Regions from separate parts of the Mus musculus genome. Here all the other regions are linked to region 1. A link is a contact called in public Hi-C, HiChIP or PLAC-seq, Micro-C and promoter capture Hi-C data. All regions are on one chromosome and are shown on one strand. Each heading gives the region's core, a stretch centred on a gene start, on an enhancer-like site or on the middle of the called end of the contact. The rest is flanking DNA. Distances are from core to core; before and after follow the strand shown.

The links. Promoter capture Hi-C pulls out the DNA fragments that hold promoters and counts their contacts. A called contact is a pair of places that touch in the nucleus more often than the background predicts. HiChIP or PLAC-seq counts read pairs in DNA pulled down with a chosen protein or histone mark.
Region 2: a promoter capture Hi-C map of hippocampal neurons shows a contact between it and region 1, with 3 times the contacts expected there. The contact joins the promoter of Dhx32 here to the promoter of Adam12 in region 1. A contact is called at or near these places in 7 of 39 promoter capture datasets (3T3-L1-derived adipocytes, embryonic stem cells, hippocampal neurons and 4 more), 1 of 484 Hi-C or Micro-C datasets (embryonic stem cells), 7 of 115 datasets of contacts at active chromatin or transcription factors (astrocytes, embryonic forebrain, embryonic stem cells and 2 more) and 1 of 9 other capture datasets (pancreatic islet).
Region 3: a Micro-C map of embryonic stem cells shows a contact between it and region 1, with 5 times the contacts expected there. The contact joins the promoter of Dock1 here to the promoter of Adam12 in region 1. A contact is called at or near these places in 6 of 39 promoter capture datasets (the 3T3-L1 cell line, 3T3-L1-derived adipocytes, cranial neural crest and 3 more), 1 of 484 Hi-C or Micro-C datasets (embryonic stem cells) and 2 of 115 datasets of contacts at active chromatin or transcription factors (embryonic forebrain and embryonic stem cells).
Region 4: a contact with region 1 is called in a promoter capture Hi-C map of the 3T3-L1 cell line, with 8 times the contacts expected there. The contact joins the enhancer-like site here to the promoter of Adam12 in region 1. A contact is called at or near these places in 6 of 39 promoter capture datasets (the 3T3-L1 cell line, embryonic stem cells, hippocampal neurons and 2 more) and 1 of 9 other capture datasets (embryonic stem cells).
Region 5: a promoter capture Hi-C map of the 3T3-L1 cell line shows a contact between it and region 1, with 10 times the contacts expected there. The contact joins the enhancer-like site here to the promoter of Adam12 in region 1. A contact is called at or near these places in 5 of 39 promoter capture datasets (the 3T3-L1 cell line, 3T3-L1-derived adipocytes, the HPC-7 cell line and 2 more), 2 of 115 datasets of contacts at active chromatin or transcription factors (embryonic forebrain and stem cell-derived neural progenitor cells) and 1 of 9 other capture datasets (pancreatic islet).
Region 6: an H3K27ac HiChIP or PLAC-seq map of oligodendrocyte precursor cells shows a contact between it and region 1, with 3 times the contacts expected there. The contact joins the enhancer-like site here to the promoter of Adam12 in region 1. A contact is called at or near these places in 4 of 39 promoter capture datasets (the 3T3-L1 cell line, hippocampal neurons and liver), 1 of 484 Hi-C or Micro-C datasets (embryonic stem cells) and 4 of 115 datasets of contacts at active chromatin or transcription factors (VIP interneurons, embryonic forebrain, oligodendrocyte precursor cells and 1 more).
Region 7: a Hi-C map of the N1E-115 cell line shows a contact between it and region 1, with 4 times the contacts expected there. The contact joins the enhancer-like site here to the promoter of Adam12 in region 1. A contact is called at or near these places in 10 of 39 promoter capture datasets (the HPC-7 cell line, cancer-associated fibroblasts, cranial neural crest and 5 more), 1 of 15 datasets of contacts at CTCF or cohesin (the NIH/3T3 cell line), 43 of 484 Hi-C or Micro-C datasets (the AML12 cell line, the BV-2 cell line, the C2C12 cell line and 27 more), 15 of 115 datasets of contacts at active chromatin or transcription factors (craniofacial prominence, embryonic basal ganglia, embryonic forebrain and 9 more) and 4 of 9 other capture datasets (adipose tissue, embryonic stem cells, liver and 1 more).

The regions. Positions count from the first base shown.
Region 1 is chr7:134,223,629-134,227,605 of GRCm38.p6, forward strand. Adam12 (a disintegrin and metallopeptidase domain 12 (meltrin alpha)) reads right to left here and starts at 1,469. Exons shown (of 23, transcript NM_007400.2): 1 at 1,159-1,469. The coding sequence starts at 1,249.
Region 2 is chr7:133,774,408-133,778,425 of GRCm38.p6, forward strand. It overlaps Dhx32 (DEAH (Asp-Glu-Ala-His) box polypeptide 32), which reads right to left and starts at 2,396. Exons shown (of 12, transcript NM_133941.2): 1 at 2,195-2,396. It overlaps Fank1 (fibronectin type 3 and ankyrin repeat domains 1), which reads left to right and starts at 2,484. Exons shown (of 11, transcript NM_025850.2): 1 at 2,484-2,563. The coding sequence starts at 2,551.
Region 3 is chr7:134,668,405-134,672,469 of GRCm38.p6, forward strand. It overlaps Dock1 (dedicator of cytokinesis 1), which reads left to right and starts at 2,283. Exons shown (of 52, transcript NM_001033420.2): 1 at 2,283-2,440. The coding sequence starts at 2,395.
Region 4 is chr7:134,609,816-134,614,030 of GRCm38.p6, forward strand. No RefSeq gene overlaps it. Among named protein-coding and RNA genes, the nearest start is that of Dock1, 59 kb to the right of the region's middle. Within about 2 kb of position 1,711, at least 34 of the 459 cell types and tissues checked have an H3K27ac peak or open chromatin away from gene starts, as enhancers often do.
Region 5 is chr7:134,526,074-134,529,751 of GRCm38.p6, forward strand. No RefSeq gene overlaps it. Among named protein-coding and RNA genes, the nearest start is that of Gm35970, 120 kb to the left of the region's middle. Within about 2 kb of position 1,553, at least 26 of the 459 cell types and tissues checked have an H3K27ac peak or open chromatin away from gene starts, as enhancers often do.
Region 6 is chr7:134,707,613-134,711,851 of GRCm38.p6, forward strand. All of the region lies in intron 1 of Dock1 (dedicator of cytokinesis 1), which reads left to right. Among named protein-coding and RNA genes, the nearest start is that of Dock1, 39 kb to the left of the region's middle. Within about 2 kb of position 1,794, at least 37 of the 459 cell types and tissues checked have an H3K27ac peak or open chromatin away from gene starts, as enhancers often do. A contact at or near this core is called in VIP interneurons and oligodendrocyte precursor cells, where this site is marked.
Region 7 is chr7:133,873,958-133,877,832 of GRCm38.p6, forward strand. It overlaps Fank1 (fibronectin type 3 and ankyrin repeat domains 1), which reads left to right. Exons shown (of 11, transcript NM_025850.2): 7 at 2,791-2,956. Among named protein-coding and RNA genes, the nearest start is that of Gm51500, 58 kb to the right of the region's middle. Within about 2 kb of position 1,309, at least 3 of the 459 cell types and tissues checked have an H3K27ac peak or open chromatin away from gene starts, as enhancers often do. A contact at or near this core is called in the N1E-115 cell line, where this site is marked.

The DNA.
Region 1 (3,977 bases), core at 219-2,718:
TCACCTGCAGGTCCCAGAGTTTTCTAAATAGTCGTCAGCGTTGTTGCCCTTTTCGCTGATGGTTGATATGTACAATTGTTTAATTTAATCACCAATTCGCCAAGTTGGTCTTTATTGCTGTGTAGGTATTTATGGGAGCTAGAATTTGGTTACATTATGGTAGACAGGCTGGGGGTCGAGGATAACAGTGACAGTTGAGAAATGAAATGTTTCGTGTTGGAAACAGTTGATGATGGGGGGCTAGCTAAATGCCTGATACCTAGAATCACAGAAATAAGAGTTGGAGGCCAAGGTGAATCATTCATTGGTGAACAGCGCCCCTAGCGGCAAAAGGGGCCGGCAGCAAGGGTGACTAGGGAAGCTCCCGAATTTTAAAAAGGCACCTGCTGTGAGTTCTCATTATACAAACAGGATCCACAGGTGCCCGGGCTTTAAGAAGATTCAACTCAGGAAAATACAAGTCTATAAAAACTCCTTTAATGTATGCACTTTTGTTTAACTCTGGAGTGGGTACTCGCGCTACACGAGGTCTTGGTGTAAGCCCTTACTTACCAAGGATGAGCAAGAAAGGGGAATGAGTTCTGTTAAAGTTTGATCCTTACTGACAATTAGCGAGTGAAGCCAGAAATCGCTAAGGGCCACGAAGTCAATTGAAACAAAAAAAAGTAAAGAGCGCTGCAGGTACACCTGTGATGGGAGGCCGCGGGGGGCGTCCTCTGCATCCCCCAGCTGTGTCAGAGCGGGGGTGGAAAGGAAACCTCGTGGGGAGTTGACTCCGAAGCTGGGTGAAGGAACTCACTACCCCACTGGATCAGGAAAACGACCCCACGCACACCCTCCCAGGAGACACGTGTAACTGTCAAGACACTGTGAGCCTTAGGAGCAAATGTCACTCCAAGACATTTCATTCAGACATTAGCTGCCTCAAGGCCCCCAAGCAAAGCGTCTTCTTCTCCCGTGCCACCCCAACCCAACCCCCGGAGTGAGCACCTGGCGGGGGACCAGTGTCAAGGCTCTGGGAGCGCGAGCCAGGGGGGTCCTCAGATGCGCCCTGGGTGCGTTTGCTCTCCCTGTGGCTGTGGCACTCGCGGAGACCCTGACTTGTAGCGAGGTGGCGGGGAGAGGACGCGCAGGCAGCCGCCTGTGCGGGTGACTTACCTCGGGCTGCACGGGGCGCCAGCAGGGCCCCAGCCAGGGCCAGCAGGAGGGCGCGGGCGGGGGGCGCGCGCCGCGCCGGGCGCTCTGCCATTGTCGCCGGCCTGGCGTGCAGCTGCTTCGGGGGCCCCGCGGCCAGCGCTGCAGCATCCCACGCGGGCGCCGAGCTGGGGGAAGTCCTACTGCCCTGAGTCTGCCGCGACCCCCTCGCGCAGCGCCCGGGTCGCTGAGCAGCGAGTCTAGCCTTTCATTTTTTCAAAAAAAAACTTTCTCCCCTCCCCGTGTGTGTGCGTGCGCGCGCGCGCTACTCTGGCACGAGCCGCCCTTGACCGTTGCAATAAATGAGCAGCCTGTCCGAGTTGGCGCCGGGGACCAGCGATCTGAGGGCGGGCCTGTGCAATGGATCCGCGGCCAGCAGTCGCCGTTCTCATTACCACGGAACAAATTAGCGTCTCCCCCGCACCCCGCCTTCCTGCGGCGTCCCGCGGGTCCTAGAGACCGCTCCGGGGTCCCCGACAGCCTGGGTCCTATCCACTCCCGGGGGTGGCTGGATGCAGGATACCCTCAGACCCCTTGTGCGAGCCGCCGCGTAGACCAGCTGTGTGGCGCAAAGGCGCGAGAACGCACACTTCCCAGCCTCAGGATGATGTGGCCGCGGGGCCCGGGGCGCCGGCAGCCAAGAGCACACGCGGCGCCGGGGTCCAGCTTTCCAGACTGAGGCTGGAAAGGATGACTGGGCTGCTAGCTGCTGGCTAGCTGGGAACCGGCGGGACGCGAGGAACAGGTCTGGTATATGGTGCACAGCCAGGCAGCCTGTGGCTGGACGTTCCAAACCGCCAAACCAGTACCTCACACCTCAGAAATAAGATTGAATTTACAGTAGCAGGCACTCGGGCACAGCGTTTTCGCTGTGGTGCTCTGGTTTTGATGCTGATAGATTGGCCAAAGTTTCCTTTCAGTTATCTAGACCCAGGAAAAGGTCCAGATACGTTCCAAACTTCACTGATCTTAAGGGGCACCTGGCTTGGCTGGTTAGAGATGCAAATTGCAGCCGGACTTGGTGATGCATGCCCTTCATCCTAACATTTGGTGGGCTGAGACAAGAGGGTTACTGCAAGTTTGAGGCCAACAAGGGGCTACACCCTGTCTGGTTCAACCTGAGCTACCAAGTGAGATTCTGCCTCAACAAAAAACCAAGATAGTGGGCAAAGCCTGACGGGGAGAGAAAATGCCAATTGCCAGGCAGCCTCCTACATCTTCAGAGTGAGCTGTTCTTCGGGAACACAGCTAGGCTAGCCCCAGTAAAGGGATGGAAGGCCTCACCTCAGGGTTATAGTTGTACCCTTCCCCGCCTTCTCATTGGCCTGACATATTCCTAATCGGACTCTTTGTGTTCCTGAGAACCAAGTGAGAAGCAGCAGGCGACAGACAGACAGACAGACAGACAGACAGACAGACAGACATCTGGAGAATAATGGCCACTGTGGTCCCTAACATGGGAACTTCTTAGAACTTGTAAGGGCTCAAGGGGATGCCACACCCATCCTGGCCAGTGAACCAGAACCCATCTTGGGCCTGGCAGTTTTCAAAGCCTTAGTTGATTACACTGCAGCTGGGGGTCGGGCCAACCACAGAGATTCTGTTCTGGTCCTACAGCTTCCCCTGTTCTGGGTCAGATCTACAGTATGAGGAGAGTCGGGTTGGGGAAGGCTGTGTTCCTGACCACCTCGCTGGAAAGTAGCCTTACTCTCCAGCTGCCTCTCACCAGCAGTGGTCTGCAGTAGTCTCTCACTTCAAAAATGACATAGGACCTTAAAAGTGAGAGGCCTCATATTCAAGTCAGAGCAGGCATCCTTTGAAATCAGCCCAGTCATCCATAGCCACCCTTGTGTGTCCTGGTATTTACGCAATCAGAATTAGCAATGTTACATTAGGGACTTGGGAAATGAAGCTGTAAAGAAATGTCTCTCACCTTCAAAGGCTCTTTGTTATTGTTATTGTTGTTATTGTTGTTTTTCTGTTCTGGTCAGGGCCTCTCTATATAGCCCCACAGCTGTTCTAGAACTCACTATGTAGACTACACTGGCCTCGAACTCACCGGAATGTGCCTACTTCTGCTTTCCAAATGCTAAGGCTAACTGTGTGTGCCACCACCCACAACTGGCAGGCTTTTCAGTCTTAGAGAACAATCCAGACATATGGATTTCATGTGATCTGTGATAAAGGGTCACCAACATCACTTCACTTTAATGTGCAGACAAAACAAACAAACAAACAAACAAACAAACAAAACAGCACACAGAGGAGCCAAGTGGCTTTCTTACACCCACACAGTGAAGAGTCCAGCCTCAGACCTGCCTTAGGAGCAGTGTGTCTTTGACCCTGAAATGCAACCTTCCCTCTTAGAGTCTGCTAAGTCTCTTAGGAAGAACTGAACACTGAGGCCTTGGTGAAGGGTCTTCCCACCCACCTGCTCCCTCCCCCAGGGTGCTCAGCAAAGATGATGGGGATTTTGCATCCTGGCTCTGCTGAGAGAGGTCCAGAGGGATAGGCTTAGAGAGTTCTGAGCTTAGTTAATTCCAAGACTGCTGAGATGTATGAGGGATGCAAAGCAAAAGACTTGGGAAAGATTTCCTTTGAGGCCGCCAGGACAGAATAGCTTTAGGATGGACACAGCTGTTAGCCCTAACCACGGATACAGAAATGGTTTATTCGCGTGTGCTGGGGAACTTTGTACACTCTCTTAATATTTCTTTTCCATTTCTTTTCCATGTTTATTACTCAGCTGTTGCTCTTTACTGTAAAAAAAAATAATAATAAAC
Region 2 (4,018 bases), core at 1,146-3,645, 450 kb before region 1:
TTTCCTTTGACCAGGAATAACATTCTGAACATGACAGCCAAAGGAAATGGACATAAGAGCAGAAAGAACCCAAAGTGACAATAAAATCTCGAGCATCTTCTCTCAGGGTAAACACATCCCTACTCGGAAGTTCCCATCCACTGAGTAAGTACACTGTGCTAGGTGCTGGAGGGGAAATGTCGTGATGAACACCATCCCCACTCCTCCTCCTAGCCAGTTGTTTCTTTCAAAGGCTCCACATCCCCTGAAGAGCTTGGTTTCACAGTTAACTGTCTTTATGCACGGAGACTTCCTCAACGCCCACTTCTAGGATTTAGGTCTCTTCTAAAGCATTATAAGTTACTCCTTCAGTAATTTCTATTTCCACGTTTTCAATCTTGAAATCCACACACAATGGCCACATTTAGTCTTTATTACCTTAGCATGGAGATCTCCACTCTCATTTAAGGAAAAAAAATCCCTCAATATCTAGGCTACTGATTTTCTGACATTTTAACTTCCTCTCCTGTGTGTGTGTGTGTGTGTGTTGCCAGGTTTGTTTGTGACATTTGCTGTTCCATTATAACCATGTCTTCCTGCATGGGAAAGCGTCATTGTGATTTTGCTTCTGAGAACCAGTGTTTGGGAAATATTGGTACTGAAGCACCCAGAATCTTACTCTGTCTCCTCCGTCCTCTAAGTTACAGGAACCTGAATTTCTCTGTTTGATACTTTAGCCTAGGAAGTTTGAGTTCTGCATAAATCACAGCGCTTGTCTGCACCCATTCGTAAGCCTCCTAGCTTTGACAATTCACCCTCATAGAGAGGGAAGCCTAATTTGGCAGAATATAATAAATGTCCATTTCCATCACAGAATAGATGCTTCTTGGATTCAACTAAGCTTTGAATGACTCCCTGGGGAAAGTAATTCTCCCCTGAGTCCTTGACAGCCACGCGGTAGAAATCTCTCTACTGGCAAAGATGAGTAATCACTTATATGACCCCAATAGAGCTGGCTGGGCCTTCCATTTTTCTCTAGTCCTGTCTATGGCAGCAGTAGGGGTTGATGGAAGGCCTTTAATGTCCAGCGCTGACCGGTAAATCAATCCTACAATTTCCTCTGTTTCTCCGCACTTCCTCATCCCTTTCTTATCTCTTCTCCATTTTTCTTCCTTCCTCTGCTTCCCCCTCTTCTCTCCTTAACCCATGACACTCTCTGAGGTGGTTTGAAAATTCTACACCATACCAGATAAAAATTCCTAGTGGGTTTTTCCCCCCTTCACACCTTTCTTAAAGGAAAACCTGGATCCTGGTCTTTGAAACCAGTATCCTACACAATTTGGCTGACTCAGTGACCCCCCTCTCCCCCCAAAAAAAATCAACAGGAAAAATGAGTATTGTAACACAAACACAAACACACACACACACACACACACACACACACACCAAACTAAACCAATTTCCAAGATCCCACAAGGGGCCCACAGCCTGAAATATGATAGGTGACAGTGGGGATGATAGACAGAGCAGGACTAGGGGAGGAACTGCCCGTAGTCTCAGTAGACAGCCTTGGCCTACTATAGAGGCAGGAGCAGCTTTCACACCCTCACCTAGGCAAACGGATTCGAACACCCCTCTCTGAAACATGTGGTGCAAAGAACGAGTCCTCCAGGAGGAGCTGAGAGCACCCATACTCGGAGTCTTAGGGTCATCCTAGCCTTGACCTGGGACAACATCCCGGTATAGGGTACCCACCCTGGAAAAGAGCTGCCACGCGCAAAGGCCGAGTCCGGACCATGACTTGGGGCAACATCCTGAAGCAATAGCCCTTCACTCTGGAGAATGGGTACTGGCAGGCAAAAGCTGGGTCCTCCAGCAGGAACAGGGTCTATCTCGACTCTCACCCGGGCATCTCCGGGTTCATCCGGACCCTGACCTGGACGGACGCCAGATGCAGGGGTAACCCTGACTCTAGCTTGGGGTTACGGCGGTGCAAAGACCGAGTCATCCGGCTGGAGCAGGGTTTGTTCTGACTCTCACTGGGGCGTCTCAGGTCATCCTAGACTTAACCCACCAGGGTCCAGAAGATCTCAGGCCGGAGCTCCGGTTCTCCTTCCGGAGCTGGGGGCGCCCTCGCCCTCAGCTGTGCCTGGTCGGGCGGGGCCGCAACAGGTGCGCGGCCTCCCTGCTTCCCCGCCGCCTGCCCTGCCGTTACCTGCAGCGGCGGCCGCCGAGGCCTCCCAGAGCCTGGGCGGGAGCTTCCCGAGCCCGGCCGACGTTCGCGTGGTCCCTAGAGGAGCTGACAGAGCGTTCCCGAGCTCGGGGCGCGGCTCTGCTGAAGCCGCCGCGCTCCCGGGTCGCGACCCCCCTGCGCCACTCCCGCCCGTGCGCTGCTCTGCGTTTCCACGTCACTTTTTGGTCCCTCCCTCTCGCCGTCCGCCGGGCCCCGCCCGCCCGCTCGCCTGCCCATCCCCGGTTGTCAGGGCAACCCGAGCGACGCCAGACGAAGACAGGCGTTAGGAGGGCGGCGCCGCCAGGGCTGGGCCCGAGGGCCCCCGGGAGCAGCTGACCATGGAGCCCCACAGTAAGCGGCGGGCTAGGGCCTGGGGTGCGAGCAGAGACCGAGCTAGCCGGGCCAGGTCTCGAACCCTCGGCTAAATGATCCACAGATTCCACAGAGCACGGCTGATGCCCTCACTAGCAATGGGCTTACGAATGGTTAATAGTGCTTCCAGTGTCTTAGTGAACCTCCATGGAGCCTGGGCCTTGAATTTATGTGTTCTTGCCTCTCTTCGATCTTATCCCTAAAGTCTGTGGTATATATAATTCATGTGCTTCCGCCCAGCATAAGATACATAACAAAAGTTTCTCATTCCTGTTTGTCTTAAATTTTCCGTTCTTTGTTATTGACTATTCGTGCGGATGCATGTGTTTGTGCACACGTGTGCAGGTGTCACACAGGTGCACATGCAAGTGTGCCACATTTGTGTGGAACCCAGAGGGGACATTCTGGTGTCTTTTCTTGCCATCCACCTTGGTTTTAAATTTTTATTTTATTTTATTTAATGTGTACAGATGTTTTGCCTGCATGTATATGTCTCTGCACCACTCATGTGCCTTGTGCCTCTACAGAGACCAGAAGAGAGAACCCAATCCCCTTGAACTATAATAAAAGCAGGCTGTGAGTAGGCTTGTGGGTGCTGGGTCCTTTGGAAGAGCAGTCAGTGTTCATGATATTTGAACCACATCTTCAGGCTCCCACCTTGGTTTTCAAGACAGGGTGTCCCACTGACCTAGAGCTCTAGTGAACTAGGCTAGGCAAACCGGCTAGCAGAACCCCAGAGGTGATCCTGTCTCCAGCTCTCTAGGGCTGAATCTACAAATCACACCACCACACTTGATATTTTATGGAGGTTCTGGGCATCAAACTTGGCTCTTTTACTTTCTGCAAGCATTGTTTGCGCGAAGTCATCTCATTAGCCCTGGTTTTTGTTTTGTTTTTAAAAATACTCTTAAGTTTGAGTTTGTCTCCTGCAGCCCAGGCTGACCTTGAGTTTAGGGCAAACTTCGTGACCTAGCCTCCTGAACCAGTGGCTCAGAATCTTCATGGCTCCACATTCTGAAAGTGCTGGGGCTACAGTGCTGTTTTTCATTTTGTTTTGATTGAAACAGAATCTCACTATCTCTCTGGCTAGCTTGGAACTCACTGTTTAAAGACCAGGCTGGCTTCAAATCCACAGGTCCACCTGCCTCTGTTTATGAAGTGCTAAGATTAAAGGCATGGGCTACCACGATGGGCTACAAAGTTGTGTATGATAGATGGCTGAAGATGTGTGCTTTAGAGTTGCTAGAACTGAGGTACCCTGGAACTCACCTCTCTGTCCACTGTTTTTCCCAACCTTTCCAGGGACTTTGTCCTAGGCTCCTTCCCTCCTCCCCACCCATGCTGTTTTATTGCCTCCTTTGTTCTTAAAACAAATACACTGTTTGACTTAGAGACTCCAAAGAGCTCAAACCTTGATAAGATTCAGTTTGATGC
Region 3 (4,065 bases), core at 1,033-3,532, 450 kb after region 1:
CTGATTTATATAGCTACACTCTCTGGAGAGCCTCAGGATGTCCCATGAGGTTGGTGCCAGCAGTCCTGGTTCACGTATGGGGCCGTCAGGACCCTGAGGTTTAGCACCAGGAGGATGAGGCAGAAGCAACAGCAGAGTGACTGCACAGCTGGCCACAGCAGGGCATGCTTTCAAGGACTGTTGGATCTCAGGCGCCTGGTTGTTCTCAACACAAGCCATCTGCTCTCATATGGAGCCTCAAAAACAGAACTGAAATGAGGCACAGAAGATAATATGTGTGCTCCTGAAATCCATCTTCCTGGTTTTCTTCATGGATTTCCAAAATCCCAGGAAGACCTAGAAAGCCCTTCTATCCAGGAGCATCTCCGTGGGTCACGTCTAAATAAGCCTTACTGGTTTCTTCCTTCCTTTAAAAACCAGCATTTCTTTCCACCCCAGGCCCCTTGCACATCCACTTAATTCCCCACTTCCCCTTACTCATTTCTGCTTATCCTTAAAGTCCAGGCTTAAGACAGTTTTCTCAGGGAAACTCTTTTGACCTAAAGTGGGCCAGGCACTTGACTCTGAGCACCCCACTTCTGGTTAGCACCTTTGGTTGCTTCTCTTTGGAGCAGGTGAGTTACTGGACCCCACCCTCAAGGCCTGAACCCTTGAGGTTTCGGATTTTAGTGAATGCTGGAGGCCACGTGGGAGGTGAGCCCTGGCAGCTTCCCTTTTGAGGGACTGAAGTTCCTTATCAGTGAAAGGAGCCTGTGACTTTCTATGAATCAGTGGCTGAATTGCTAGAAATCTTAGTTGTATATTATCTTGAACTGGGGAGGTTCTCTCTCACCTTCCCCATCCAGGAGCTCCTGGCTATTTAAGCTGCATTCTGGACGGGTTGATATAACTGCTCCAGGCTGGGGTGGCCCTGTCTACAGCAGGTAGGCACCTGACCTTTCCAATTCTAGTTGAGTTGGCCCCTCTCTGGCTCTGACATGCAATCTTACACAATGTAGCCTTCATTCTTTTAAACTTTCATTCCTTTAGTCCTTGAAGATTCCCAGGCTGGTGTCTTTGTCATTGTTTCTAGGATGCAAGAGAGGGCACACAGTAGAATATGCAATCTCATTTGCCCCTTCTAATAGCTTGCTGTGGACCCGAGGTCCCCTTGCACCCCTCCCCTTAGTTTTAACCTTTTCTTGGATTCTAATGAACGCTCAGGGTGTGTCTATGGGCAGGCCTTGAAGAAATCGGAAGTATTGCACTTGTGGGTGGCTGGCACTGGGTGAGTCTGAGACCAGCCTCCTTCAGATTAGAGTTGCTAGGAGCTGCTTGTTCTAAGCTGGAACTGGCTTCCTTTCTCTTCCCACTTCCTCTCTTTCCCCACTTCAGCAGGCCCAGTTCCTACTGAACGCCTCAAAGTTGCTGCAAACTAGGAGCCTCATTGTGCTGCTCCAGACCCTCAACACCCAAAGAGATCTGGGCTGTTAGAAACACCCAGGGGCTGCAAAGTCTTTTCCTAGGCTTCTCTTACCAGTGCTGACTGTACATCACCACTCCCATCAGCTACTAGGCACGCTCAATGCGCTCAGACCCTGGCAAAATGGGTGCCCACTTTGAATGAATGAATGAACTACGATGAACTCCTAGCTCTGCTCCAACGCTCTCCACCAGGTCAGAACTGGGGTTTCCGCACTTCACACCAGTGAGTACATGTGTGGTGTCTGACTATTTGTGTTAGATCCAGGCCTAGAGGGCTATAAGGATTTGTGGTGTGTGTGTTCGCGCGTGCACGCTTGTGTGTGAAAAGATAGCACTTTGTGAGGTGCAGGGTACAGTGTTCAGGATGGTGTGCGTGGTGTGTGTGTGTTGTGTGTGTGTGTGTGTGTGTATGTGTGTACCCTGTATGGTACAGAGTGCAGAGTGTTTGGGATGCTGGGTGCTCGGTGTTCAAAGTAGAGTGTGGGTAAAGAGTGCTGGATGCGGTGCAGAGTAGACAGTGCAGGGTGAGGACCATACAGTGCAGATTAGTAGGTGCGAGGTGCACGGTGTTTAGTGGAAAGTAGAGGATGTGAGTTGCACGGTTCCTGCAGCATGCAGGGCGTCCATGGGCTCCGGGAAGCAGCCTGGGTCCCTCGAGGGACCCGGCGGGCCGAGCCCCAGGGCACGCGCGCCTGGGCGGGCTACAGCCGGCCGCCGTCCCGCCTCTCGCCGGCGCTCCCGGCCTTTCCCATCCGGCCCGCGACGCTCCGCCCGCCCCGTCCCACATGACACCGCCTCCGCCGCAAACTTTTTCCTCCCCATCCTGTCGCGGCGGGGAAGGAATGGAAGATGGCGGCCTAGGCGCAGAGTTTCCTGCCCGAGCAGCGGCGGCAGCAGCGGCGGCTCCAGTGGGCTGCGGCCAGCGCCACCATGACGCGCTGGGTCCCCACCAAGCGAGAGGAGAAGTACGGCGTGGGTGAGCAGCGCGCCGCCCCGCGCCCGCCCCGCGCGCAACTTCCCCGCCGCGGCGCCCAGCCTGTTGCCGCGCGGTGCGGAGCCCGGCCCGCCCGGGGCTGGAGCCCGCGTGGGGAACCCGGGGACCCTCCGGGGTCCACCGTGCTCCTCATTCCCGCGCATTCGCTCTGTCGTAGTCCCGTGTGCTCCTGCGTGCGCGGGGCTCCCGGGGTCATTGTTTGTGTGCGTTTTGGCTTCTTCGGGAAACTTCTGTTTGGCATCCGGGACTCCGGGTGGACACTTTTCATTGTGCAGCGCTCGGATCTGTGAAGCCTCCTTTTCTCGCGTGAGGAGTGGCTGCGCCTCCCGGGTTGGGTCGGTGCCGCCTTTCCCGCCCTGGATGGTAGGGGACACTCAGGCGCTCCTGTGTCCCCGGGGCTCTGGAAACGGACCTCGAGGGCGGGGACCTGGTTTTGCCTTTGTCGCTTCCCTAGGGGGTAGAAGGAGTAGGGTTGCAAGCTTACTTTTGATCCAAGGAGTCCCGCTTTCCTCAATGGCCAGACAGTCCCAGAGCCCTGCAGACCTTGTCTCGCCCCCCAGCTAGCCCACATCAAAAGTCAGGTCTGTCTAGGCCTCAGGGCTCGCTGGCATTCCAGATTTGACCATTCCGTTTCCAGGCTCCTGCTCTCTTTTCCCTAAGGATCCTCTGACGCCCAGCCTCACCTGAGCAGAGACTCTGACTTGCAAGCAGGCATTTCTTGGGGATTTGCAAGCAAGCATTTAGGGGAGCTTGCTGCCTTCCACCCTAAGGGCTGCCTTGGGGCACTTTCTCAGCAGCTGTCTGTTCTAGGCATGCCTTCAGCACCGTCTTGCAGGCCTAGTTCATGTCCCAGCCCGCTGTCTTTGAAAGCTTCCCGGAGACTCCAGTCTACAAGGCCGTGTCCTTCCTTTGAACTCCAGTTACTTATTTCTGTAACAAGTAGGAGATGGTGGCCATGGGGGCAGGGCTGGAGAAGCCTAGGGCCCCTACCTCCACTCTAGGCCCACACCCAGGTTTGGAGGATTTTTCCCTGCGTTGTGAACACTGGAGCTGAGCTCCACCTGTGCTTGGCCGACCTTTCAGAGGCCCATGGCAGAGCTGGGAAGGGCTGTTAGAGTCCCATCTATTTAATTTGGGATGAGGGTCCTACTTAGGATGGCTTCAGGGTGTGGGAGGTTTTCTCTTGGGGTTGCCCAGGACTGTTGAAAGAACAGCTAGAAGAGTGGCAGGGGCAAGCAGAAAGCCAGATAGTCGGGGTGCAGTTGAGGAAGGAGGGCCCTGCAGAGGACTCCCGGGTAGTGGAGAAACTTGCCCCCTGTGCTTTACCCTTGTAGCATAGTAATGGGAGCTGCTGGGTTTGAACCCTGGCAACAGTGGGTTCACATTCATCCCTGTTCTGCTGCAACTGCCACGGTGCCTTGGGATTATTGGGGAGGGGAGTCTATTTCTTTGATTTTTTTTTGTTTATTTTTTTGGGGGGGGGACAGAGTTTCACTATGTAGCCCTGGTTGGTCTGGCTTCATACAGAGGTCTACTTGTCTCTATCACCTGATTGCTAGGTTTAAAGGCATGCATCCTCACATCTGGTGGGTCGTGTCGTCGCCCCC
Region 4 (4,215 bases), core at 461-2,960, 390 kb after region 1:
TTTCCCTTCTGGAGTCTCCTTTCCCAGCCTAAGAGTGCTTGGTCTTTTCCTCCTCCCCTCCATGATCTGTTCACTCTCCTCATCTTTCCAGTTCCTGAGTCGTATCATGGAGAGCCTCTCTGACCCTTAGTAGAATGGGGCATTATGGACCTGACACAACGACTGTTGTTGCCCATCAGTGTCTGTCTGCCATGGATAGCAATTGGTTTGTGGTGAGCTGTGATGCTTAAGCTGGACAGACTCCAGAATCATTGTGGAAACAAACCTCTGTGTGTATGTCTGTGAGGGAATTTCTAGATCGAGTTAGCTAGGCAAACCCACCCTGGAAGTGTGTGATCCCATCCCATAGGCTAGAGTCCCACACTGAAAGAAGGGGAGCTGAGCACAGGCATCTTTCTGTCTGCATCCTGGCTGTGGATGCAGAAGCCCTAAGGAGAAAAGAAACTGTTAAGTGGGCACAGTGCAGATTCCTACTAGGTTCTGGGCAATGCTGCCAGAATGAACAGGTTAAAGAGACCAGGCAAAGGTCACCCAGCAAGCAGACTCCTGACTGAATCAGCACTTACACATGGAATGAGTGGCCGTCTCAGAGCAACATGACCTCTGCCTGGAGTCAGTTCAGTCACTGGCTCAGCACAGTGCAGGTATTTCTTCCCAAGTAGACACGGCCATCACCACTGTGAAATAAAGCAGCCTGGTGACCACATGAGGCCCTTCCAACCCTGAGCATATGAACATTCTCTGTAGGGGGGGTGGGGGAGGGAATCACAAGACCCCTCCCCTTCCCAAGATCCTACTAAATAATGTTTAAGATAAGATCCTACTAATAATATTTAGCAAACATAACAGTACTAAGACTTCCTCCGAGTCACCCAAGCTTCTGAAGACTCCCTACTGAACACATTCGTTCTCCAATATGTACTTGAATGAATTCTTTAGTTAGTCTGTTGATGCCACATTTATCTGGAATAAATAGACACTTTCCTTTTTTCTTCTTCTTTTTCTTTTCTTTATCTCTTCCCTCCTTTTTTTTTAACATCTGATTAGGGTAAGTCAGGCAACACTCAGCTTTAGAGAAAGTGCTGAGTGGGACAGACCCACATTGTGCCCTTGTGCCTCTCAGTTTGCTTCAGCGCAGGCCCAGCATCCTTCCCTGCCTTCCTCGAACCTTTTTGATGCTATAGGCACATTCCTGGCAGGGGTGCTGTCAATCCTACCCACATGCTCTCTTGGGTGTTCTGAAATGACCAGCCATGGAATGATATAGTACATTCAGGTTCCCCGTGGTTTGGGATTTGGGGACCACGTTTCTCGAAAGAGAGTCATTTTTCCTTCATTTTCAGACAGCTCGCAACAATCTTTCACTTCAGCTACAAAATATCGATGGCTCAGCATTTCAATGTTGTGGGTTCAGTGTGAGCAAAAGTAATCGACTTGAGAGGCTCTGGGTTTCTCCGCATCCCCTCCCCTAGATCCCTGTCTCCACGCTACCACATGCTCCAGGTCTGACACTTCTGGGACAACTCTTTGTACCAAACTCAGCCAGCCTGACTCGCTGGGAGCCCGGGGGGAAAGCACCAGCTCCCACACCAAATATCACCAAAGAAATTTAAGCAGAAAATACCGACAAGGCTTTGTTTCCACGCAAAACTCAGCCCCGGGGGAAATTACACTTCGATGATTTATGGAATGTGGGTCTTTAGCCGTATTACACTCTGCGATGCCGACAAAGACAACAGTAATGTATAATTGATTCCACTTGGATCTCAGTGAGTCAATAAAGAACTTTGTTTATACATAATTTTGTTGGGCAAATCTCCCAGATGGTGCTGAAATGTTGCATTTTTAAGATGCTGAGCTTGGTCCAGGAGGATTATAAATTATAAAGATAATGTGTCTTTTGTATCGTTACAGCCATCTGATTGTAATCACAATTATAGTCACTGTGAAATCTAACTACATTCTATTGCAACATGACTCCAGACATTTTTAAAGCTTCATTTATTTAAGAGCCAAAAGTCAAAATAAGGGCTCCGGTAATCCCAACACTATACCTGCCATGCAAGGGCTGCTCTGCAAATTAGAACCTATTACACAAATAGAAATTTAATATTCTCATAACAGGATGAGACAGGACAAATACAGACTCTTCAATGGGATGTGGGTTAACTTCTGGCGCTACAGCAGATGGATTTGCCCAGGCTCCCGGGAAACTAACACCTTTTATCTCCACAATAATTTTCTACTATGCAAAACAGATAATTGATGCTTCTCTCAAAGAGGCAACCGTGTCTCTTTTATTGTCACATCGATAGATGATCACAAGGTTGAGAGAGCAGACCTAGAATGACATCGCTGAGAAAAACGTCTTTGGGGTATTGGTGGGTGACCGCCAGGACCAGGCTGGCATGCTAGTGTGTCCAAAACTGGCCTAAAGCATAGCCCATGTGACTCGCTCCCAGGGGAGGAACAGGTCCTGCATACTAAGACACTATAAACAGAGGAAGCAAACAGTCATTTCCAAAATGAGCCCCGAATGGAAAATTCCCTGAGCCTGGGTTCCAGATTGCAGGGATTGGCTTGCAATGAAGCTGTTTATCCCAAGGGTGTCTACCCACCTTACAGGCTCTGGGTGAGAAGGCTCAGGGATTTAGATATGAAAAGATGGTTAATGATTCTCTCAAGGAATGGCAGGAAGCCCAGGTGCCTCTGAACAGACCAGGAGGAGGCTGGAGCTGGGAAAGGGGGCACAAGAATAAGCAGACACAGTTTCTCAGACTTGACCTTGTATCCCTATGGCCTGCAGGGTGGCTGGGCTCAGGGGCTGTAGGGCTATACCTGCAGGAGTCTGATGCCTGGTTGGTGACCCGACCTAAGCATTTGTATTATTCGTTTCTAAGTCCCAGAGCTGCTGGCCTAGAAACCACACTTCAGGATGCAGCTTCAAGAAAAAGCATCAGTGTTCCATGTGTGGTCCTTAGACCAAGAGCCTCAGCAACCCCCCTCCCCACCCCTACCCCCAGGTAATCCTTGGAATTGTACAATCTCAGAACCACTAGAGACCGATAGATTCAGAATCCACTGGGAAGCAGACTCTCTGAGTGGCTGGTGTGCACATTAAAGTTTGAGAAGCACCGCTGGATATGATGTAAGGTCCTTCCAGACCCTGGATTTAGCTAATTTCATGGTCAGGTAGTTCCTGATGTGCAGGCGCAACCATATGCTTTGAAATTGGAATGTGGGGAGAAGCTAACCTCAAGTTACTCGCTCCCAGTCCACCCTAAACTAAAATAAATGTCACACGTGGTAGCACAAGTGCCAGCAACGTTAGCACTGAGCCAGCTGCATCAGAAACCACGACCTTCATTCGACTTTGAAGCGCACTTGAGATTGTGTCTATAAGGAAGGCAGCCACCATCTTAACTTCTTGATCTCTCTCCATCTTGATACACATCAAGACCTTAGACATTCATAGGCCTCACGAACATTTATGTTGTCCAAGGAGCTGCTGGCCAAGGACACATAGTGACACACTGCTTCTGCCTGTGGGATGAAATGTTCACAGTCCAGCTCAGGCCTACCTTCATATCAACTCCCTTGCTCCATTGTCTGTGGAACACAGCGCAACATCCATCCCCAGGTTCCTTCCAGAAAGGCCTCTGGCACAACTAGGAACCCAGATATTGCAGATCTCAGGTGTCTAGAGTAAGCTTTTTCTAAAGAGGGCCAAGTGATTAAAAATCAGCCTTGGCAAGTCACAGGTGTATATCTGTTTATCAGCCAATGTGGCTTGAAAATATTTGACAAGATTTAAAGGAAGGACTTTATGGTTCCTACCTTTGAGTCTCATAATCAGTGCACATCATGAATTTTTTTTCAACTTTACACAATATAGTAATTATTTTTTATCTTTCAGGCAATATAGATTTGGCCTGTCCAGAGGCCAAGGGCAAGTCTGAGTAAGGCCTAGCACATCTTCTGTTTAAATGGCGTTATAAGCATTGTCCTCTCCCGGGTAAACCTTACTAGACCACAGTCAAGGTCAAATGAGAGGGTACTTCTAAGATGTATACCAAATAAGCAATAAGTAGAGACAAACTCTGGAATAAACCAATAGAAACAAACACCGAAAGTTCCCCCATTGAGAACAGAGATTGCCTATGGATGAGCAGCAGTGAGATTGGGGGGCTCCTTGAAGGAGTGTCGGGCAAGGAG
Region 5 (3,678 bases), core at 303-2,802, 300 kb after region 1:
GACAATAGTGAAAGGAACTAATGTCAGGGAAAACACACTCAAGGGGTAGGAGTAAACATGGACAGAAAGATCACTGTGTAGGGGATACTTGAGGGGTGAGAGAGGACATTAGTCAGAGGGGCCACTGTGCCAACCTCCATGTTTAGGTAGGATTTATCTTCTTTGGTGAAATGTATTGAACAAATGGCCTTCCTAGGAGTGCTTTCCTTCCCAGGTGACTGGCAGGCCCACTGGGATTGGTCAGGGGACCGACGATGCTAGATCTTTATTCTTTATCAGATCGCCTCGAGCTGGACAATATTTGTAAAAACTTTGGGCAGATGTCATGTCTCCACTCAAGGGCAAAGACAAAGCTCAGAGCCCATTCTTTTGAAGAGTAATCAGAGTCCTGCAGTTTCAATTCCAGGCCTTACAAGCTGCTCATTATGGGGTGGGGGGCTACCCAGTGCCCCTCAGACGTGCAGAAACCTGTCTAACAAGGCTTGCCTAAGATCTCCACAGGGATCACCATAAGTGAAAATACAAAATCTGCTCCCCACATGACATCACCATCACCTTTCAGAATTCCTTCGCAGAATTTCTGATCTGGTGAGTAACTCAGGAGCACGCTGCTGAGAAAGAAGGATTCCTTGAGGATGGCCTTTCAGATCAGTTTGTGAGAGGGAGAGAGAGAGAGAGAGAGAGAGAGACAGAGACAGAGACAGAGACAGAGACAGAGACAGAGACAGACAGAGACGACAGAGAGAGAGAGAGAGAGAGAGAGAGAGAGAGAGAGAGAGAGAGAGAGAGAGAGAGAGTGACAGAGACACAGAGACACACAGAGACTGACTCAGAAAAGAAGGAGGAGGAAGAAGCCAAGGAGGAAGAAGAGGAATAGGTGGGGGTGAGTTGGAGGTAGGGCTGGGAGGGAAGAGGTAATGGGGGAGGGAGTGGGAGGTGGGGGTAATTCTGAACCAGGTTAACCTGTACAAACACTCACACCAGGAACGAAATGACCTAAATCCCAATGACTGCCTCACTATACCTACTAGGCTAGATCTGTGGGAGTACCCCTGTATACAAGAAAGATACACTGAAGGTAACTAACTTAGGGAGAAAGAAGTTTGAGGGGAAGGTTGTTACCCTTTGAAAGACTCCTTCCATTTGCTTTGACTTGAGCTAGGCATTTTTCACATTAAATACAAGTTAACTGGGAAATTACATTTCTATTCTTTTATGATACCTATTAGGGAGATGAGAAAAAAAAATCTGCCATAAACAATAGAAGGCAGCATTATTCAGATGATGCTTCAACTGCAAGTTTGGAACACTGCCTGTGGCTAAGGAGGCCAAACTCCCAGTGTCCACGGCACAGGAAAATGACCAAGAAAACTGAGAACTCTCAGTGCTGGGCCACACTCCCAGGAGGACAATGGGTATTTCCCAAGAGCTTTCTCAGAAGCCCCTGGAACACAGTCACAATTCAGACTGCTGTTTCCAGCTGCATTAGGGCCAAGCTACTGTTGGGTAGAACCTGCCAATTTGCATTTCCGAGAGTTTCCCAGTGTTGCTGGATTCCACACCCAAGATCCATGGCTGTGGGGCAGAGACCCAGGCTTCCAATGTAGCTAACAGCTGACAATCTGTGGAGCTGACTTCTTCCTAGTTGGCAAGAAGCACCAACCAAGTAAAGTGAGTTTTTGTGAAGAGTGTGCGTGTGTGCATGTGTGTGCATGTGTGTGTGTGTGTGAGTGTGTGTGTGTGTGTGTGTGCGCGTGTGAGTGTGTGTGTGTGTGTGTGTGTGTGTGTGTGTGTGTGTGTGTGTGTATTTGTGTAGAAGCCAGAAGACAACTTGTGTGTCTTCTGCCACCCTCTCACTGGCCTGAAACTAAGCAAGTAGGTTAGGCCATCTGTCTAGCAAGCTTCAGGAATCTGTCTGTTTTCTATCCTCCTACTGCTGGTATTACAAGCACGAGCCATCTCTCCTGGCTTTCTATCTTCTTTTGTGTGGGTTCTGGGGACCAAACTCAGGTCTTTGTGCTTGATGGCAAGCTATTTCTCAGTTGAGCCATTTCCCCAGCCCCTGTGCCTCAGTTTTATATATAATCCATGCACCCCTTTAAATAAGATTTTTCAACAAGCTTTATAGAGAGAGGGAAAAATATTCACTGTATTGCGAAATTTTCCCTGTCCCTGAGCACCAAGGCTAACATCAACTGTAATGACTCATGGTATCATCATGTGGCCCTCATAGGACATAAAGAAGAGTACAGAGTCACTGTAGTATTCCGCCACTAAATTCCTATCTCCAGCCTAATCATGAGCAAACACCCTACATCATAATTGGCAATATTCTGTAAGCAACGATGTTAGGGACCACAATAGAAACTAGGGCCATTCCTCAGACTATAGAATAAGTGCCTCGGAAGCTGTATGCTAAGGGGGTCCCAGATTTAATCCCCAAACCCCAAAGGAACATTAATGGAAAGTCTGCAGCTATCTAACCAGGTGTATAGCTTTATTAACACTATGCCAATGCCAGTTTTCTATTGTTGACAAACATACTGTCATTAGATAAGATGTTCACTCACACAGGTGGATGGGGGCCAGGGCACCAGGAAGTCTGCTGGTACCACAACTCATCTATACAACTTTGACGATTTCAAACCTCAAGTTGAACCATGAGAGCCTTGGGACTATAAGAATTTCCTGATAGAACTCTGCACTAAACCCATCTGGTCCTGGGCTTTTTTTGGCTGGGAGACTATTAATAACTGCTTCTATTTCTTTAGGTGATATGGGACTGTTTAGATGGTCAACTTGATCCTGATTCAACTTTGGTACCTGGTATCTGTCCAGAAATTTGTCCATTTCGTCCAGGTTTTCCAGTTTTGTTGAGTATAGCCTTTTGTAGAAGGATCTGATGGTGTTTTGGATTTCTTCAGGATCTGTTGTTATGTCTCCCTTTTCATTTCTGATTTTGTTAATTAGGATTTTGTCCCTGTGCCCTTTAGTGAGTCTAGCTAAGGGTTTATCTATCTTGTTGATTTTCTCAAAGAACCAACTCCTCGTTTGGTTAATTCTTTGAATAGTTCTTCTTGTTTCCACTTGGTTGATTTCACCCCTGAGTTTGATTATTTCCTGCCGTCTACTCCTCTTGGGTGAATTTGCTTCCTTTTTTTCTAGGGCTTTTAGATGTGTTGTCAAGCTGCTAGTATGTGCTGTCTCCCGTTTCTTCTTGGAGGCACTCAGCGCTATGAGTTTCCCTCTTAGAAATGCTTTCATTGTGTCCCATAGGTTTGGGTACGTTGTGGCTTCATTTTCATTAAACTCTAAAAAGTCTTTAATTTCTTTCTTTATTCCTTCCTTGACCAAGGTATCATTGAGAAGAGTGTTATTCAGTTTCCACGTGAATGTTGGCTTTCCATTATTTATGTTGTTATTGAAGATCAGTCTTAGGCCATGGTGGTCTGATAGGATACATGGGACTATTTCAAGGAGAATGAAGACTGAAGTGTGGACACTATGCCCCTCCTTAGATTTGGGAACAAAACACCCATGGAAGGAGTTACAGAGACGGAGTTTGGAGCTGAGATGAAAGGATGGACCATGTAGAGACTGCCATAGCCAGGGATCCACCCCATAATCAGCATCCAAACGCTGACACCATTGCATACACTAGCAAGATTTTATTGAAAG
Region 6 (4,239 bases), core at 544-3,043, 480 kb after region 1:
TTTCTACCACAGTGCAAAAGCAATTTTATTATGTGAGGCTGTATTTTTATAGTCAATTGAAACGACTATTAAAATATAACATTGCTTGTAGGGCTCACAACAGCTCTGCCCTTGCCAGCTGCAGAGTCCTGGAAATAGAGGCCTTCTGGGGAATCAGGGCCTGTACCTTGGGCCTGAGGTCTGTGCCTGCTTGTGGGCCCTCCATGTTTGTTACTTGTCTTGATGCTGGAACAACATAGTCAACAAGAGCATCTTAAGGCAACGTTTATTTTGGCTTATAGTGTGAGGGAATACAGTCCATCATGGTGGGGAATACCTGGTGGCAGGGGTGTGAGGCTGGTTGTGTCTATAGTCAGAAAGGAGAGAGGGAGGGAGAGGGAGAGGGAGAGGGAGATAGATACTGTTGCTTAATTTTGTGTTCTCTTTTTTTTATTACGTCCAGGATCTCCCACAGTGGGTGGGTTTTCTTGCTTAAGTTAACTGAATCTAAATAATTTTTCACAGGCTTGCCTATCTGCTAAGTAATTTTGGATTCCCTCTAGTGGACCATCTAGTGGAACATCACAGCTGAATCCAAAAGTTCCCACACTTAATTTAAGGCCTTGTAGTCACATCTTGAACTTCTCTCTGTAGTACCATATATGTAGGCTTTCCCTTTTTGACAGACCTTTCTTTTCTTGATCTTTCAAGTTGGTGGGTGGTCGGCCCGTTCATAGTGTTAAGCCCACGTCAGTGAAATCATTTGGCAATTCTTTTTTTTTTGGGCTTTGGAAGCTGCACAGTAGGTTACCCAGGGTGGTCTGGTACTTGTATAGACTATGCTAGCAATTCTCCTGCCTCAGCCTTTTGAGTGCCAGGATGACAGGTGCAGGCTGCCATTCTCAGTTCCATGGTAATTCTATGCTTAATTTTTGGAAGAGCTGTCCAGGTGGCTTCCCCAGCAGCCTCTTTGCAGTATGCAATCTATCTGTAAAGGGTTCTGGCTTCTTCAGATGTTTGTATTATAACTTTTTAATTATAGTCATCCTGTTTTCAATTTACAGCAATCGTCAAATAAGAGACTGCACTGGTATTTTGCGATGGGCTCTACTACGTAGCCAGTCCCAGAAATAAGCACCATCATGGGCTGGCAGGGTGTTTTGTAAAATGCCATCTAAGGGATGTCCCTGGCAGGCCACTCTTTGTAGGCAGGGTCTTGCTTACTTTTTCAGGCTGGTCTTGAACCTCTGATCTCTCTGGTTTTGTCTCCTCAGCACTGAGGTTACAGCCATTTGTCACCATGCACCAGTCCCAGTGTCTGTCTGGGCAGAGCACTGTAGGCACGATAGGACTCTCCCCAGGTCTCAGTTGCTCAGTTCTCTGTGTTCATCTTTAATGTCCCTGTTACATAATGTTTGTGAGTGTTTCTTTGCCCTCTGTGTCCAGGCAGCCCACCACAAACACTACTCCCAATTATTGCACACTGTCTTCTCTGTGTTTTTGGGTACTCTCCAGGAAAGACAAATTTATCAAGCGTTTAGCTAAGGCAAGATTTGTCTTGTGTCCTCTGGGGGCAAGGGTTGGGCACTGGCTCCTCTCTCCACAGTGCTGGAGGCAGGTGTTCCTCCTAGGCCTCATTCCTTATATACAACAGACAGAAAAGACAGGTGCCTTGTCCAACCACACCAGGCCCTGGGCTTTCTCCCTCAGGCTAAGCTGGCATGGGTCCCTCTGAAGTGCAGGCTGTCCCCCTTCTCCTCAGCAGAGCATCTGGGACAAGCCCCAGCTGCCAGTGCCCAGTGTTGATTCTGCCTGGGAACAAGAGGGCAGTGTGTGGGCTGCTGGGCCATTAGCATCCGAGTATGCAAATATATCCCAGCCTTGCACCCCCGCCCCCTGCAGTGCCGCCCTTGCCTGAGCCAAAGTTTAGGAAATCCTGGGATTAACCCTGAAGAGTGAGGCTTGTTCTGGTTCTGACCTCTAGATTCTAAGAGTGATCTTTATGCATGGAGGCGCTGCCTCTTATAGTCCTATAAGTCCTACTTAGACATGCACACCCTCATCTGGGCCATAGTGACAGGGAAGAGAGGTCCTGGGGTAGGGCAGGGACCAGGAGGAGGATGGAGGATACAGACGTCTGGAGTGTCACATTCACCTGCCTTTGTGCTATGGGGAGACAGTTCCTAATTCATTCATTCTCTCTCTCTCTCTCTCTCTCTCTCTCTCTCTCTCATGCTGTGTGGGTGGGTATATGTGCCCATATGTATACCGATAGAGTGCCGAGGTTGCATTTGACATCTTCCTGGATCACTTTCTATCTTGGGTTTTGAGACAGGGTCTCTCACTGAACCCTGAGCCAGTCTCCATCACCCAGTTTCAGGTTTACAGATGTGTTCTACAAAGCCTGGCTTTTCTGTAAGTGCTGGGAATCCAGACTCAGATCTTCATGTTTGCATACTGAGCCCCGTTCCCGGCACCCCTGTTCCCTCCTTAAGCTGACAGTATTGTTCAGCAAGTACAGGCTTGGAGTGGCACTGACTGGTCGACCTCCTAGGCAACATCTCATCCTCACCCACGGGTGCTATGGTGGCTCTTGTCACTCCGTTTCACAGAGTGAGAAACTGCACCAAAGGAGCAGAGGTGGGGCTTGCGGTTGAGCTCCTGTTGGTCTTTCCAGTCCCAGTGCTGGTCTCAGCTAGAGCGAGGGGCCTGCTTGCCTTGAAGTGGAACCTTACAGGGAGGTAGCAGGAGGGAGGATTTGCTTCATGGAGGTGATGTGGAGGGGCCCTTTGTTTCTCAGGTGGAGGACGCATGTGCCTCCTGTCTTGCTCATTGGGTGCACAGTGGGACCATAGTGTGAAGGGAGCCTGCCCATGGTGGAAGGAGGCGGCAGAGGACTTGGCGTGTTGACAAGTCATCTTACTGAAAGAGGAATGACTGGGAACTGCTCTGAGCTCTGCAGCCTCTGTGCAGCTCCTTCATTAACACCCCTGTGTGCCCCACTTTATTGTTTATCTCAAAGAGGGCTTGATTGTTTTTTAATCTTCAATTTTATTTTTTATCAAAGCTTAGGAATGCAACACTACACAGGAGGAATTTCAACAAACTCTAGAGAGTCAAAATTCATCTCTGGGAATGAGAGAGTTCTGTCCAGAGACTGTCTGCCACCATTGCTGTTCTCTGGTTTGCAGGATGGGTGGGGGCAACCTCGGGCTTTGGGGGGCTTAGTGTTGCTCCTAGATGCTTTTACAGTGTGCAGCTTCTCCCAGAAGCTCACTCCCCTGGTCAAGGCTGAATTCCTATTGGTTGAAAGCAAGTTCTCCGAAAGGTTAAAGATGGAATTATAGTCTTAGTCGGAAAAGCTCCACAGCGAGTACCTTAGATGCCCTTCAGTAGGGAAATAGGTAAACTCACGGTGACGTAGTTTATGTAACGAAATGAACATGCGAGTATCACAAAAGGTCAGGTAAGTAGGTCAGACGTGAAGATAGACTTGTGCTTCCATGTATGTGACTATCACGGTGGGGTTAGGATTGTGGCCATATTTATGTCACCCTGAAGTCCTTGGTTGGTGTATCAGTACAGCTTTGTGAAACCCTGTGTGTTGGGTACTGTGAAGTATAGTTGTGAGGGGAGGGCACAGGGTGGTAGAGGAGGGAGTCATGTGAACAGTAGAGTCTCGGTAGTATTGTGGAGTGCAGCACTGGATGACACCTTCTGTATACTCTCGTTTATGCTTATTGGTTTTGGCTAATGACAGGCAGTGAACACAGAGGCACATAGGCAGCATTTGGTACTGACTTGTCAGAGTATTTAGGGACACTACTGACAGCATGTGTGAAGGTTTCTACACTGAGGTGACAGGCCAGGCCAGGCAGAAGGAGCCCTGGACACAGGCTTGAGGGGGGTGGTTCATGGGTGCCTTTGTGTTCTGATCTAGAGACTCATCTCTTCACGAAGTAGCATAGACTCTTCCCCTGTCTGATTGCTGGCTTTGCTGGTAAACTTCTGCACATGTAAAATTTGATCTATGTGCATAGCCTGTCATTAAGAAAGCCAGTTAGAAAGTGAGTGGGTAGAGATGGCTCAGTGGTTATATGCTTGCTGCTCTTCCAGAAGATTCAGAACCCCTATCAGGCTACTCAACAAGTGTCTGTAACTCCGGCACCAGGGAGGCTAATGCCCTCTTCTGGCCACTATATGAATCTGCACTCACATGTCTTTTATGCACACACATACTTAAAAGAAAGACAATCCAAT
Region 7 (3,875 bases), core at 59-2,558, 350 kb before region 1:
ATTTATCTGAGAGAACAAATAGACGGTAATAGACACTAAAACTCTGTCAAAGACTATGGGGACAGATATTAAAATGCCTTAAGAGTTAAACTAATTAGAGAGGTGGTACTGTATAAGAGATTGGAAACAGATAAACAGGATAGACAGAACTTAATATGGTGGCAGAGGCGCCACAAAGCCATGGAGAAGGTACTAGAAATAGGCTATTAGAAAAAAAAAAAAAGATCCCAGCAAACAGCAAAGCTCATGCCAAGTGCATGGGGGACTAAGTGTCAGAGGTCACGAAGGACATTAGGAGGCAGGAAGTCCTCATCTGAGCTGTAATGCTCAGGGCACAAAAGTGGGGAGGCACTAACCAAGGAGAGTGCACAGAGTTAGGGGCTGTCTAAGGGAGCACTGAGGAGTGTGCAGGGAGCAGGGCACCCACATGCACATCATCAAGTCACACAAAGATGGGGTACAGGAGACAGCGTTAACTAGTTCACATGAAGTGCAATTAGTCTTGCTGCATAAAATACCACCTATATATTTAGAAATTAAGACGATGAAAGTGGAGTAGAATGGACATTTCCAGACAGAATCACTAGAGGCATGACGCAATGCACAAAATTTGGGAATATACATGGGCTAAGTGCCGATGGCTGGGGTCCTTCTCAGTGGTGAAGTGTTTGCTGTGTGTCAGTGAAAATTTGAACATCTATTTTTCCCATTTTATGTGAGGAAAAACACGGGGGTGGGGGGTTGGTGGTGGTGGCAGGAGCTGGGAGGAGAAGGAGAGGGCATTGAGTACGTGCTAATACAAAGCTCAGACAGGCCGTGGCCCCTCACAGGGATTCCATTCTAGGCCCAGGAAGTGGCCAGAAGTGCAATTAAGACTTTGCAGTCAGGGCATATTAGGGTGATAGGGGATTGAAGTAGTCCCAGTGTCCTTGTGTGGCCACTTAGGGACTGCTCTCTCCTACTTCTAAACATTTAGAAATGATGGAAGAGTAACACGGAGGGTGTCTGTCCATGCTCTACCCAGCCCTAGCAGGTGCACGCATTTGTCCTATTGTACACCCCTCCCACACATACCCCTGTGTGCTCCACAGTCACCTTCAGTGTGCACTCCTGAAGGCAAGGTCATCATGGTGGCCAAGCTGCCACCACACACTTGGGTACACCTCCCCGGTTCTCTGGTGTTATTGGCACTCAGTCTCTGCTTGTCCTTCTGATGCCACTTTGTGGTGGGGGCTAGGCAAGTCCTTGATGCAGTGTGTGCTCCCACACTGTGCCTGGTGTTTCTGCCTCTCGGGCGTCATTTTCTTTGTTGAGGACCTGTCCCCTCTCAGTTCTCTCCTTCTTTGTCCTTGCCCCGTCTATCCCTCTCTCCCTCCACTCGATGCTTCTCTCCATTCTCCCTTCAGTCTCTCTTCCATTCTCCTTCCCTCCTCCTCCTCCTAGCAGTGACATCTGAGTGAACTCCCAGCATGCTGTGTTCTGGGTTCCTCTCTCTTACCTTCCCCAGGAGTAGGGTAGCATCTGGCTTGCTCACCTAACCCTGTATTTCCAGTAAACATGTTTTCATGGTAAGGCTATTATAGGGTGCCATCTTCATTAGGAACTTTTAGAGCTTGTGTTGTTTTTCTGGCTCTGCTGTGGAGGTCTCTACTGGTGGCCATTCCAGGCTGGATTCTGATGGTGGTGGGGATAGTGAGATCTCTGTATAGTTTTATTTTCCTCGTGGCAACTAGAAAATAATCTATAGGTTAATAAATTCATATGCTCTGGCGATATCAGTTCCCACTAACATCTTAAAACGACCCAGGCGTGGTCCCTGCCCATCCCAGTTAACCAATTATGAGGTGCACAAAAGAAGTGTATGATTCCATATTGATTGACAGTCTACAAGGAGGAACTTCTCAGCAGCTGGAATGGACCAACCAGACTTTGCTCTCTAAAGGAGAGTGGCAATAATTGAGCAATCTTGTTTTAGAGCAAGGAACTGGTTTAATAATGAATGCTGACAGTCTGACTCCCTTTTGTATATAATCTAGATTTTGTGGATATTTTAAAATCCGATAATTTATACTCCCTTGTAGCCAATATTAATTTTCAAAGCACCTTAATATTTTGTGTGTGTTTGTATGTGCATGTGTATGTATCTATCAGTGCACATGTGCTGTGGTTCTCACGTGGGGGTCAGAGGACAGCTTGCAGAAGTCTGTTCTCTCCCTTCACAACGTGGCCTCTGGGGTTGAACTCAGGTCATTATGTTTTCCCTGCTGGGCCATCTTGCCAGCCCCAGTACTTATTTTTCAAGATTAAAACATTATCCGCACACCATAAAATGCACTGCTTTAAAATACATTCACACAGTTGCTCACCCATCGCCACCATGGGGGCCAGTTTCATGACTCTAGAAATATACAGAATATATCCCCCCTCCCTTCTTAGCCCTGGACAGCTAGCAGCCTACTTCTGTGGCTTCCTCCTTAGCATTTCCCAGATGATTCATGTAAATGGATCATGTGCTATGACTCTTTATGCCTGGCATAATAAAAGATGATCATATTGTTTTAAGATTTTTCAGACTACAGACAACTTCCCTTTCACGGCTGACCTGGCATTTCATTGCATGGATTTGACATTTTATCTATCAGTTGATGGGCATGTGTACATTTTATGTGAATAAAGTTTTTTATTTCCCACTCAGATGGCAAGTTTTTGGTTTACTGTGGGTGGATGGAATTTGGATCCGAGGTCGGCGGTGGGGCCTACAGTGGAGTCTGCTTCCTCTCTATGTTGCAGTCTCATGCTTGCATGCTACGCGGGGCACCTAGATGTTGTCAAATACCTCCGGAGACACGGAGCTTCTTGGGAGGCTCGAGACCTCGGAGGCTGCACAGCTCTGCACTGGGCTGCAGATGGAGGCCATTGCTCTGTGATTGACTGGATGATAAAGGACGGTTGTGAGGTATGGCCTCCTTGCTTCCTGGTTAGCCACACCACACTAGTCAGAACTTGAAACCGTCTTCTGGGATCTGGAGGCAGGCAGATGGGCGGGTGGGCGGGCAGGCAGGCTGGCCGACCTGGTCACTTGCTCTGAGAAAAGCCAGCCAGGAGTCTCCAGCTCAGGAGCTTGAAAGGCCTTGGAGGATCCCTGGGGAACTATGGTGACAGCCAGGCTTCATCTCAAGGAAAGAAAGTGGAAGCAAAGGAAGTGGGTGGAGCTCAGAGCTGACCCGTGTGTCTTTGCTGCTGCTCTGTATGTCCAGTCACTGCCGGTGTCTATTTAGTTGGTTGCTGAAGCCTTCCTAAGCACCTGCTACATGCAGGAGAGGCAGAGATGTGCATAGGTCTAGTAGCTTTCAAAGTTAGGTTCTTTTTATTCGTGGGCTTTCTCTCTCTCTGTCTCTTTCTGTCTCTCTGTCTTTCTCTCTCTGCACACATGTGTGATGTATACATGTTTATATGGATGTGTTCACAGATGTATGTGTAGAGGTCAGAGGTTGTTGTGTTGGGTGTGATTAGAGGTGGGAAGCCCTGGAAAGTTGAATCAATGGCCTCGAACTCCAAGCCTGGGAAAGTCTCATGTCCCAGAAGATGTCAGTAGATTTGTCTAGTTCATCTCAGGTGTAAGCGTGGGAAAGCAGGCCTCCTGCCCCAGCTCTCACTGGCTCCTGCCATTGCAATCAAAAAGCAGATTTACCCCAAAGGAAAAACCTTGGAAGTAAGAGAATTCCAGTTACCACATCCCTTGTTTCTTTATGCCTGAGAGACATTTGCAAGCAGTCAGAAGGCTGGTCTCAGTGAGAGAGCGCTATGTGGCAGGGTGACCACAATGCCCTGTATACTTTACTTGAGTCTGTAGTGATAACAAGCTGAGGTTCTGG